Linked DNA regions of Pan troglodytes: region 1 is linked to region 2. A link is a contact called in public HiChIP or PLAC-seq data. All regions are on one chromosome and are shown on one strand. Each heading gives the region's core, a stretch centred on a gene start, on an enhancer-like site or on the middle of the called end of the contact. The rest is flanking DNA. Distances are from core to core; before and after follow the strand shown.

What was found. HiChIP or PLAC-seq counts read pairs in DNA pulled down with a chosen protein or histone mark.
Region 1: an H3K4me3 HiChIP or PLAC-seq map of stem cell-derived excitatory neurons shows a contact between it and region 2, with 10 times the contacts expected there. The contact joins two enhancer-like sites. A contact is called at or near these places in 1 of 7 Hi-C or Micro-C datasets (stem cell-derived neural progenitor cells), 1 of 1 datasets of contacts at active chromatin or transcription factors (stem cell-derived excitatory neurons) and 1 of 1 other capture datasets (stem cell-derived neural stem cells).

What each region holds. Positions count from the first base shown.
Region 1 is chr1:176,763,835-176,768,938 of NHGRI_mPanTro3-v2.0_pri, forward strand. The region is part of intron 6 of MRPL37 (mitochondrial ribosomal protein L37); the gene reads right to left. Among named protein-coding and RNA genes, the nearest start is that of MRPL37, 21 kb to the right of the region's middle. Within about 2 kb of position 2,852, at least 6 of the 24 cell types and tissues checked have an H3K27ac peak or open chromatin away from gene starts, as enhancers often do. A contact at or near this core is called in stem cell-derived excitatory neurons and stem cell-derived neural stem cells, where this site is marked.
Region 2 is chr1:176,494,971-176,500,927 of NHGRI_mPanTro3-v2.0_pri, forward strand. No RefSeq gene overlaps it. Among named protein-coding and RNA genes, the nearest start is that of ACOT11, 60 kb to the left of the region's middle. Within about 2 kb of position 2,556, at least 21 of the 24 cell types and tissues checked have an H3K27ac peak or open chromatin away from gene starts, as enhancers often do. A contact at or near this core is called in stem cell-derived excitatory neurons and stem cell-derived neural stem cells, where this site is marked.

The sequences.
Region 1 (5,104 bases), core at 1,602-4,101, 270 kb after region 2:
AGGCAGAGGTTCTGTTCTCTCTATTCCCAGGGTGCCTGCGGAGCCGCAGAACCTGGCATCTGGTTTCTGGAATTCAGCCATGCCCTTGGTTTCCTGCCTCCCATGTCAGCCCTCCAGTGCCACAAAGACCATCTCACTTTGAGCCTCCATAGACTTCCTTCTTTCCATCCATCCACTCATGTGTTTGCTGAGCACCCCTTTTATGCCAGGGGTTGTTCTGGCACTAGGGGTACAGTAGTGAACAGACACGGAAGGACAGAGATGCCGTTTGTGGAGGTGAGGCAGGCTGCAGGAAGAGCTCTGTTCTGGCGAGTTAAATTTGAGATGCTGATTTGATATCCAGTAAAGACATCAAGTAGGCAGGTCTGAACTACAGACATACCATGGGAGTTGTTGCCATTTAGAGGGTCTTTAAAGCCACCAGACTGGCTGAAATCATCTAGGAGAAGAGGCCGAAGGACTGGGCCCTGAGATCTGGGGAATAGGAGGGACCCACAAAGGCGACAGAGCAGTGAGTAGAAGACCAGGAAAGCGAGATGCCCTGGTGACCACGAGAAGAAAAGGGGTGCAGAGAGGAGAGGGCTTCTTGCTAGTGGGGAACCCAGGTGGCCACGCCCACCGTGACTCTGGGACCAAGTCCACGCTCCTCACAGCTTCCAGACAGCTGCAGGGCATGGAAGGGCCATGCACACTCCTGCTTTTCCTTGCCCCTCAGCACTTCACCTCCAACTTTGCAGTACTCTGTGGATGTCTGCCCAGCCAGGGCCTTTGTTCCTGCTGGCCCCTCCTCCTTCCCACTTGCCCTTCAGAACCTAGCTCAGATGGCCCCTCCTCCTGGAAGCCTTCCAGGCTGGGGTAGCTCTCTCCCTGGGTCCCCACAGCCTGGTTCAGTGTATGCCTCCCCCATCAGGCTGGGAGCTCCTCTAAGCCAGGGACAATGTAAGAGCCCTCTTCGTCCTGAGAATTGCCAGCACAGGTCCTGGTGCCCAGTAGGTGCTCGATGAGTGCTCTTGGAATAACTGGATGTTGTTGAGTAGCCCCAGAATGTGCTCAGTGGCACCCCTCCCTATGGCATGCTGTCACCTGTGGGTGGGTAGGTGCCCAGGTGTGGGGAAGGAGGTGGCCTTTGTGGGTACCTGCTACTGCCAATCCAAAGGAGACCACTCTGGCCGTGTCCACCCAGTACCCCAGGAGCTCCCGGAGGGCGGGGACCATGTCTCCCTCATTCTGTAACTCGCTCCCAGCACAACACCTGGTACACAGTAGGTGCTTATTAAATGGGCTGCCCCCAAAGGAGGTCTACGGTGAGGGACCTCAGGGCTCAATCTCCAGTCTGGACCTATTCTTGGGTTCCATCATTGGCCTAGCTGGGGAGGAGGAGATCCATGGGTCTCGTGTACACGTGTGTGTGTGTGTGCACATGTCTGAGTGTGTGGTGTGTGGGAGTGTGACTGCATGTGTGGGAGTGTGATGTGCCTGTATGCATGTGTGTGCGCATGTATGCCTGTGCACGTGTGTGAGAGTGAACATGGCAGGGGCCATGTTGCTCTGACAAGCTGGCCTCTAAGGGATGGAGGTCCTGCCCTGGGCAGCACGCCCCCCTGGATGCAGTCTTTGGATATGAGGAGATGTATTCTGAGGGGAGAGGGTCCCTGGACCGGGGGTCTTCCAGCAGTGAAGCAGGTAGGCCTTGTGGGTCATGGACATCTGAGTGTCCATGTTAAAGAGAGAGTCAAGACAATCGGGTCACCTGCATGCTTTCTGAGACTTTCACCCACAGCAAAAGAGGAACCAGGGAGATGCTGTCTAAAGCCTGAGAGGATCCTGTCCTGCTCCTGTGGGTTGTCACAGAGCCTCTGCCAAACACTTGCCCCAGGTCCAGCCTGAGCCAGCTTTGGGAGAGAATAGAGAGCAGCCTAAAGTGAGGTCCCCTCAAGCAAGTCCACCTTTCCACCTGGCTTCTAAGAACTCCAAACCCATCAACTTGAAACCTTGGCGAATGGAGCCTATTTGATCCAAAGGTGGGGAAACTTGGAAGGGAGGTGCTGTATCCCCATTTTGCCAGCGAGGAAGTGGAGGATCTGACAGGGCAGCTGGAATACAGGAGGGGAGAAGTGGCTTTCCCCCAGGCCAAATTAGAATTCCCTTGCCACTGAAGCTTGCTGGAAATGAACTGAAGAACTTTTGAATGGATCAACCAGGAATTTAAATATATGAGACAGTGAAAAATATGTTCACAATGGGAATGTCACCATTTCATTTCCAAAAGTCTGCTGCTGGAAGTTCCTCTCGTGGGGTTTCGCTATCCAGCATGACCCGGCGCAGCACTCTCCCTGCAGCGTGCTCCTCCTGCTCCTTCACCAGCTCACTGGCTGGGGAGCCTGTACTGGGCGGGAGGCTGGCTGAGGCCCTCAGGTTCCGCTGCATCACTTCCTCTCCTGCGTTGAATGAGGGAGTGAGGACGAAGCTGGTAGACATTTGGGATTTGGAGAAGCAAGGACCTGTCTGTGGAGGGGGCAGCTGTCATGACACACGAGCTTCCCAGCTCTTCACACTGCATCATGTGGTCTCTAAGCCTGTTTCCTCATCTCCATGGGGACAATAAAAAAACCGCCAGTCCTGCCTGCCCCACTTTGCAGATCAGCTGTACTTTGCAGCTCCCTTGACACAAAAGTGTAGTTGGGTTCCAGGCTCCACAACTTAGCACTAAGGCCAGCATCCGAGCTGTCCTCATTCAGGGTGGGTTGGGAGGACAGGCTGCCCAGGCCTGCCCGGCAACCCTGGCCCCCTTCCAGGCAGTCCTCAAGCTACAAGGTCATCTGCTGATGGTCCGCTTACTCAGAGCCTCCGTCCCACTCGCTCAGGGCTCAAGTTCACCTCACCCTCCCTCCTCTCCAAGCAGTCTCCAGGGGCTTCAGCCTGCTCAGGATCACGCCAAGCCATCACCACCACTTGCCCCAGGATCCCCGCAGTGGCCTCCAGCTGGACTCCCTACCACCATCCCACCAGCTCCTCCTCTGTACTCCCAACAGAGTGTTGTTTAAAAAAAAAAAATGTTTGACTCAGCAATTCCACTGCTAGGAACTTACTTACCCAATGGCTCTGCTGGCAAAACTACTCTAAGATACATGAACGAGGGTGCTCACTGCAGCATTATTTCTAATAACAACTGGAAACAACCCGGACTGCCATCAACAGATACTAATGTGGCTGCTCAAAAGAACGAAGAGATCCTATGTGGTGATGTGGCAAGAGCCTACAATCCAGAGACATCAGGTGAAAAAGGAAGTGCAGAACAGGCTGTAAATAGGATGACTCTTCAGTCATGTATATATGTGTGTTGTTATGATACATACACATTTTCACCAACAGCATGGAAGAAACTTGAAGCTCTGTTAACCTTAGAGAAAAGGACTAGCTAGGGACCACCTTGGGTGGGTCGACTTATCTTTCCCTGAACTCTGAACTTTTATCATTTATGTATAATTGTTTCCTGTCTGTAAAATAAAAAGTAAAATGGGCAGCAGGGCTCAGAGTACCCGGAGCCCCAGGTCAGCTGCCCTAGGAGGTGAGGTGCTTGGTGTTCAGGCCCCTCCCAAGCTGGCCACTCCAGCCCCAGCCAAGCCTCCGGCCTCCCCACTTCCAGTCACTTCCTGTCCCCATGGTCCTCTGTGCCTTGCTGCTTTTCCTGCTAATCCCTCAAGCCTAAAAAGTAAGCTTTCAAGTGGAAAGAGCCCAAGCCTGGGAGGCAGAGACACAGGCTGGACGCCACTTTGCCACTGCCTAGCTGAGAGCTCCTCCAGCTGCTGGAACTTCCCACACTAACTGCTCTCAGCAGTCCCTCAGCAGGAATTACAGACCAACAAAGCCACCTCGCCCAAGGTCCCACCCGCTGTCAGGAAGCAGCACATATCCAATGGCTGGTGCCAGGCCAGGGGTGTTTGTAGAAGGCTCAACTCCCTTGCCTCTGGCTCCAGAGTGCCCATGAACTGGGTGAGGCCTCAGATGCAGCCACACTGAGCTTGGGCCCGCCACCCCCACCTGCTGCTGCCTTCGCTCTCCACAGGTTCCTGTCCTAAAGGTTCTCCCCAAATAAAAGTCTCTAAGTGTTTCCTCGGGAAGCTGACCTATAGCACCAGGTGGGTGACCTTGGGCAAATTCCTTAAATTATCCGTGTTTTCTTCTTAGGGCCCACAACAGTGCATGGCACATGCTAGGCATGCAATATTTTTCTTGAATATGGAAATGACATTTACCTTGTAAGGGGTGTGTGCAGATTAAATATGCTATGTATCAGGTGCTTGGCATGGCAGCAGTGTCTGGCACAGATCAGGACTTGACATTATTTGGACAGAGACCAGCTGAACCAGGGGTGTACTTGCCCCATTAACCAGGATACGAGGGAGAAATCTACAATAAATATGCTAGCGAGATTTTCTGCAGTCATTGTGGAATGTGTCCACAATTTAAATAATGCCATAAGAACCTAGTGACCATCAGCGTATCTGCCATGTGGCAGACACTACACACACATAACCCAGAGTCTTCAACGCCAGGTAAGTCACATTAGCCCCAGGTTTCAGATGAAGAAATGGAAAGAGACAGATGAAGATCCTTATCTAAGATCACAACATGGGTCAAGGGCAGAGCTGGGCTTCAGCTGGGGCAGGTCAGGCTCCAGGGCTTGGACTTGTGTGGGCGCCCTTCCCGATGGCACCCTCATACCAAACACAGGCTTCAGTGCAACGCAAGGGCTCTTTATTGTCAGCGAGAGCAGCAGGCCAAACGGGCACTGAGGCTCCACGGGGCCCAGGCCCTCTTCCATGGAAGAGAGGCAAGAGGGGTTTCAGGATTCAGAGGGGTCCTCCGCTCACACAGCACCATGCAAATACAGAGCTAAAAACTTTCTGAATGTCTCTGGCTTGAAACCAACTGGCCCAACAGGTTCCTGGAAAGAACACAGTTCATTAGGATCCTGCTACTAGGTTTAATGGCAGCAACTACAACAAAGATTGGATTGAAGTAAATCTTCAGTGCCTGGACAGTAACTTTCTTTTTCTGACATCGTCTCTCTCTCGGACTAAGAAGGGGCATTGAGGGGCTG
Region 2 (5,957 bases), core at 1,306-3,805:
CCAGAGCAGTTCCCCTGGTCTCTAGGGACAGGGAGGATGCTAGCAGCAAGCTCGGACACCAGTTACCTTGGACACAAATAACCCCTAGGGACTCTGCCCCTGCCAGCGCAGAGCTGCAGCCTCTGACAGCGCCTCAGCAGCAGCCAGCAGCGCCCCAACCCCGTCTTCCCCAGGGGTTGACTTGACGCTCTGCTGGCTCCGTGCCCATGGCTCCCTCCCGCAGTCAGCTCTGCGCCTGCCAGGAGGGGAGGGGAGGGGAGGGAGGGAGGGAGGGAGGGAGGGGCGGCTGCAGGAGCCCTGCAGGGAGGGAGGAAGGGAAGGCGGGAGGAAGCCAGCCTGCAGACCCCAACCTAGAAGGGAAGGAGAGGAGAGGGCGTGGCAGACCAGGAAGGCGGGGCCGTACTGTGTCACCACCCACTGGGAGTTGCCAGACGCCTTCTCCATCCTCTTGCTACCAACTATTCTAGAAATGGGGAAACTGAGGCCCGGAGATGGCAGCTGTTTAGAGGCCAAGAGCCCAGATTTCAGCAAACTCAACCCTGCTGTTGGATTACCCCTGCCCCGCCACCAGCCTGGAGCAGCCACCTCAACCCGGCTCTGGCAGGGATGACTGTAGAATACCACAGGGCCCCAGAGCAGAAAGCTGGCCTGCTAATTGACCCTAAGGTTCAAGTCCCCCAAGTCCCTATGGTCTAGAGGGCTGGGGGAAAAAAAGGGCTGACTGAGCAAGTCCAGACCTCTCTGATTTCTCGTTTGTAAAATGAGAGCGGTGATGCCTCTCTGACAGGGAGGCATCAGTGTCAGAGGAATCAGAGGACTCCGTGGGCCCAAAAAATCCACGGGGCCCCAGATGACAACCAGGAGGACTAGATTCAAATGTCATATCCCTGAGAAAATCATTCCCCTCTCTGAGCCTCAGTTTCCCCAACTGCACAATGAGGGGACTCAGTCAATGATCTTAAGTTCCCATCCATCACTGAGAGCCTATGGGAAACTGTCTGCCGAAGTTTTAAATTCTAGAGCAAAAATACAAACCCTACTACTATATCTCCCCAGCTCCCTAAACTGGCACTTGAAGGCTCTCCTCTGGCCTGTCACTGGTCTGCCAGGGGGTCACGGTAGCCCTGCCCAGGTACTCCCCGGCTCCGCTGGCCGGTGAAACACTGAGGGCCAAAGTAAAGTCCCTGGTCCCAGGGCTAGACCCAAACCTCCAGACCCCTCGCCGCCCCAGCTGCAAACCTCCGGCGGCGGCCCCTAGGGGGCAGTGTTGCCCCGAACTTGGGCCGTGGCCGCCACTGCCCCCGCCCGGCTCAGCGCCGGGAGAATACTTGAGTTCTGGGAATGTTGGACACCCCCCCGCACACACACCGCCCCCCGCTGCCGGCCCCAGCCCGGGGGCTCCCGCGCTGCGCGCAGCCGGCTCGGTGCGGACTTGCTGCTGGCTCCCCACCTCTCCCAGCCGAATGCAATTCTGGGCACAGGGTTTTTGTTTGGGGTTGGTTTTTTTTTTTTTTTTTTTTTTTTGGCCGGGGTTGGGAGCAGGCATTCGGCTCGGGCTGCCTGCGCGGACTAGGATGTCTGAGCTCAGAGACCCGTGGGAGAAATTCGAGGGGCGAGGGGGCTTGTTCTTCCAGTAACCTGTCAGCTGCTTCCCCCGTCTCCCCTTTATCCCCCTGTCACCCCTCCCCGATATTTGATGGGCATCCACCCCGTACCACCTACCCCAGATCCATCTCCGGGGATCCCCCAACCCCGCCAGGAAGCGCCCCGGGGTGGGGGGTACTGCAGTGCGTGATGTTTCCACCCCACCACCAGCCTCGCTTCCCCAGCTCAAACCCAGGCCCAGGGGCCAGGACACAGCCACGATCTGAAGGGTAGCGTTTGAGGGGGGCGACTCCTGCTGCGAATTTCCCCCACCCCCAGCCGTGAGCCGTAAAGTCAGGGGCTGGAGCATAGACGGTAAAGGGGAAAAGAAGGAAACCCCCATTCAAGTTTGGTCCAACGGTTTCATGGGGAGGGGGGCAAGTAGGAAGAATTTTTAAGCCCTGAACCCACAAAGCAGACTTTTTAAAAAATTGTAATTGAAAACATCTCGAAGTAAGGGCTGCCAGAAGCGGGCCCACTCCCCGCCCCCCCGCCCCAACCCCCTTTCCCGCTCCCCGGAGTCCGATGAAGTCATGATAAGTAGGCTGCAAAAAGAAAAAAAAAAAAGTGGGGGGTAGGCTGGGGGGGTGAGGGCACAGGGGTCCCAGGCTGGGGCCCCGCGCGGACACAGTTTGGATACTATGGTTACGCGATCCGACCCAAACAGCGAAGGTGGACAACAATAGCGGCCGCCAGAGGAGGAAATTCCTTCCGGGGTGGACGGCGCGGGGGGAGGGGCGCCTGGCTGGAACGCCGAGGCGGCGGCTCGGCCAATCAGCGCGCGGCCGCCGGCGGTTTCAAGGTGCCCCGCGCCGCGCGCCCCCACCCCCCCCGCGCGCTCCGCTCGGGCGCTGGAATTGCTGAGACGTTTCCCTGCACGCGCCCGGGTAACCCTGCGGAGGCTGCTGCCCGGGCCGACGCCGCCCCCCCAGCGCCGCCCCAGGCGCCGAGCCTACAGCCCGGGGAAGGCCGAGAGTGGCGCTGCAAGAGTTGCTTGTCCTCGAGGGAGGTGGGGGGAAAAATCCCTACAAACCACCCCCTGTCTATGTGTTTGGTTCCTGCACAAGCCTGTTTTCCATTTTAAAGCATGTCTCAAGAAAAATCAGAGGGAGAGAGACAAGGAGAGAGAAGGTCCACCGACAGCTCTAGAAGCTTGGGAGGACCTGACCCCTGCTTCCCGGTCTCCGAGGCTGTTATATAATAAGTTGGGTTATTGATATTGGCGGTCTTGCCCGGGCATCCGGGATGCAGAGGTCCAAGGGCAAAGCTGCTATCTAAAACCCCCTCACCACCAAGTTCATGTGATCTGGCTTGCAGTGGGCTCATCGAAACCAGGGGCTCCCCTTCGCCGGCATCTGGGTTATTCATGCGGTGCCCAGTGGGGTGACGGTAGCCGTTTCTCCCCAACCTGCCAGAGATTCTGTGCCCCAAGTCCCTCTCTTTTGGAAACCCCGGACTGGCTCTCAATCCTCTTTCCCAGCGGCCAAACCCTCAACCGCGCCTCCTCTCTCTCTTGCTCTCCTGCCAACTACCCAACGCCGGCATGCTGGGCACTGCGAGCGCCACATCGATCCCGTTCCTTTTTTAAGCCCCTGAACCAGGTTTCTGCTTTCTGATGCCTTCTGGGCACAGGGCACCACTTCGATGAGGAGTACAGGCCGTTTTATTCACTGCGTATTGAGACACTTCTCTGAAAGGATCTAATGTTCAAAAAGTATTTTTGCCTCTCCACTCTCTCTCCCTCTCTTCATATATAATGGGGATAGCCCTAATTCTCCCGTTCCTCGTGTGTCTCTTTATAAATAAATAATGCGATTTTATTAATTATGCACGTACACTATCTCCAAGCAGATTGCTGTGTCTCTTGATGCTTAATAAAAAAAAAAAAAAAAAAAGGAAAAACCCTCTACACTTAAAGCTGTTTTTCCCCTACTGCAAGCAAACAAAAACTTCAAGGGGCCATATGTCCTCAAAACGGGGAGAGGAAGACAGAACTTGGGGAGAGCGTGGGCAGGGAGAATCTAAAGGAGGTCCTGTGCAGGCTTTCAAGGCAGCTAAAGATGGATTTCAATTCGCCCGCTTCATGCTTGTGATTGAGCTGCGGGTCTGAAAACATACCAAGGTTCACTTGGGCATTTGTGCGCTAAGGAGGGATGGGCAGCCGCTAATGGTAAACAGGAAACCAGTGAGAAGAGAGCTGGCGGCAGCCCAGTCCCTCTCTCAATTCGGTGCCCCTCCTCAGAGCCCCTGAACCCCTGAGCTCTCAAAACACACTTGGTTTCTGTGCATTTGTGCATCAACAATCTCCTGAATGCCCAACATAATTCCTGGCACATAGTAAGGGCTCAACAAATATTTGCACATTGAATGAATGGAGTGTGGAAAACATAAAGGGGTTAGGAATAGGCTAGGTCTTGGGACCCAGGCCTAGCAGGGGCAGAAGCTGGGGCTTTTTATCCCTCAGACAATTTGGGGAGTGGGGGACCTGAAGCTTTCTGGCCAAAGAAGTGACAGAACAGAGCTGAGTGTTAAAAAGCAAAGAGACCAGAGGGCAGAGAGAGGTGCAGTAATACCAGCAACGTTAAGCAGAGTTAGTGTGGCCAGGGAGGAATGGACACAGAGATGGTGAGGTGGGGTGTGGTGGGGTGGGGGCTCCTCAGTCCCTTTAGTACATGCAGATGAGGGAGTGGGAGGGGATCAGAAGTGAGCTTTGTTTTGAAACATTGTGGTTGCCAGGCAGGTGCAGTGGCTCACACCTATAATCCCAGCACTTTGGGAGGCTGAGGCAGGGGGATCACCTGAGGTCAGAAGTTGTAGACCAGCCTGGCCAACATGGCGAAACCCTGTCTCTACTAAAAATACAAAAAAAAAAAAAAAAAAAAAAAAATTAGCTGGGCATGGTGGGGGTACCTCTAATCCCAGCTACTTGGGAGGCTGAGGCAGGAGAATCGCTTGAACCCGGGAGGCGGAGCTTGCAGTGAGCAGAGACTGTGCCATTGCACTCCAGCCTGGGCGACAGAGCCAGACTCTGTCAAAAAAAAAAAAAAGAGAGAGAGAGAGAAAGAAACATACATTGTGGTTCCAGTTATGAATAGCAAGGCTGTGTGGGAATAGGGATTAAGGGGTGCAGAGATGCGATGCAGAGTCTCCTATAGAACAGGCACTCAGGCACCGGAGGCTGACCTTTTTTTTTTTTTTGAGACAGAGTCTCACTCTGTCACCCAGGCTGGGGTGCCAGTGGTGCAACTGAGGCTGAAATTTTAAAAGCAGAAAAAAATAGAGACCCCAGAGGAGGCACATAAAACTGCCCATAGAGTGATTTGTCCAGTGAAGACCCAGAGGGCGCAGAGGCTCGGGGGCAGCCACGGGTCCCAGGTCAAGGCAGTGCCCAAGCTGGCACACGTTTTTTGTACTACTCCCACCGCACAGAGCAGAAACAGTTTTCTCACACCGCCTGGGGCAGACCAAGCTTCCTGACAAAAGGGTTAATTAAACTGGGCGTGTGTTGCGCAAGCTCAAAAATAATTTTTTTTTAAAGGGAGAAGTTCTGGATGCCATTTCTCCTGCCTGTGAGAGGTCTATATATCACTGAGGAGTTAAAACATAAAATAAAATTGTGCTGGCTGTGGTTACCACAAAGCTATCAAGCTGGGTCTTGTTGCTGGAGCCCTGGCATCTGCTGTGTAATCTGGGGAGCACTTAGTCTCCCAACCGTGGGTGGGGGCAGTCTCCTGACTTCTCCCTTTGTATCCTCCTAATTAAAAAGAATTAAGATCTCTTTCCATGTGTGTTAAGGAACATCTCTTGTGCTAAGGAAAGGCAAGGAGAGGCAGACACTAGAGGTCCCTGGGGTGTGAGGATGGTACCAGGATCTAGCATGAACCCACCTCTCAGAGAAGCCATGCCCTGTTCTGTGACCTTGAGCAAGGACCTCAGTCTGCCCACAAATCAAACTGGGGTGGAGGAAGGCTGGGCGCAGTGGCTCACGCCTGTAATCCCAGCACTTTGGGAGGCCGAGGTGGGCGGATCATGAGGGCAGGAGATCGAGACCATCCTGGCTAACATGGTGAAACACCGTCTCTACTAAAAATACAAAAAATTAGCGGGGCATGGTGGCGGGCGCCTGTAGTCCCAGCAACTTGGGAGGCTGAGAATGGCGTAAACCCAGGAGGCGGAGCTTGCAGTGAGCCAAGACTGCGCTACTGCACTCCAGCCTGGGCCACAGAGTGAGACTCCGTCTCAAAAAAAAAAAAAAAAAAAAATGGGGTGGAGGAAGGCTATTTGAAGATCAAGGATCTCTCATGTTCTGTGGT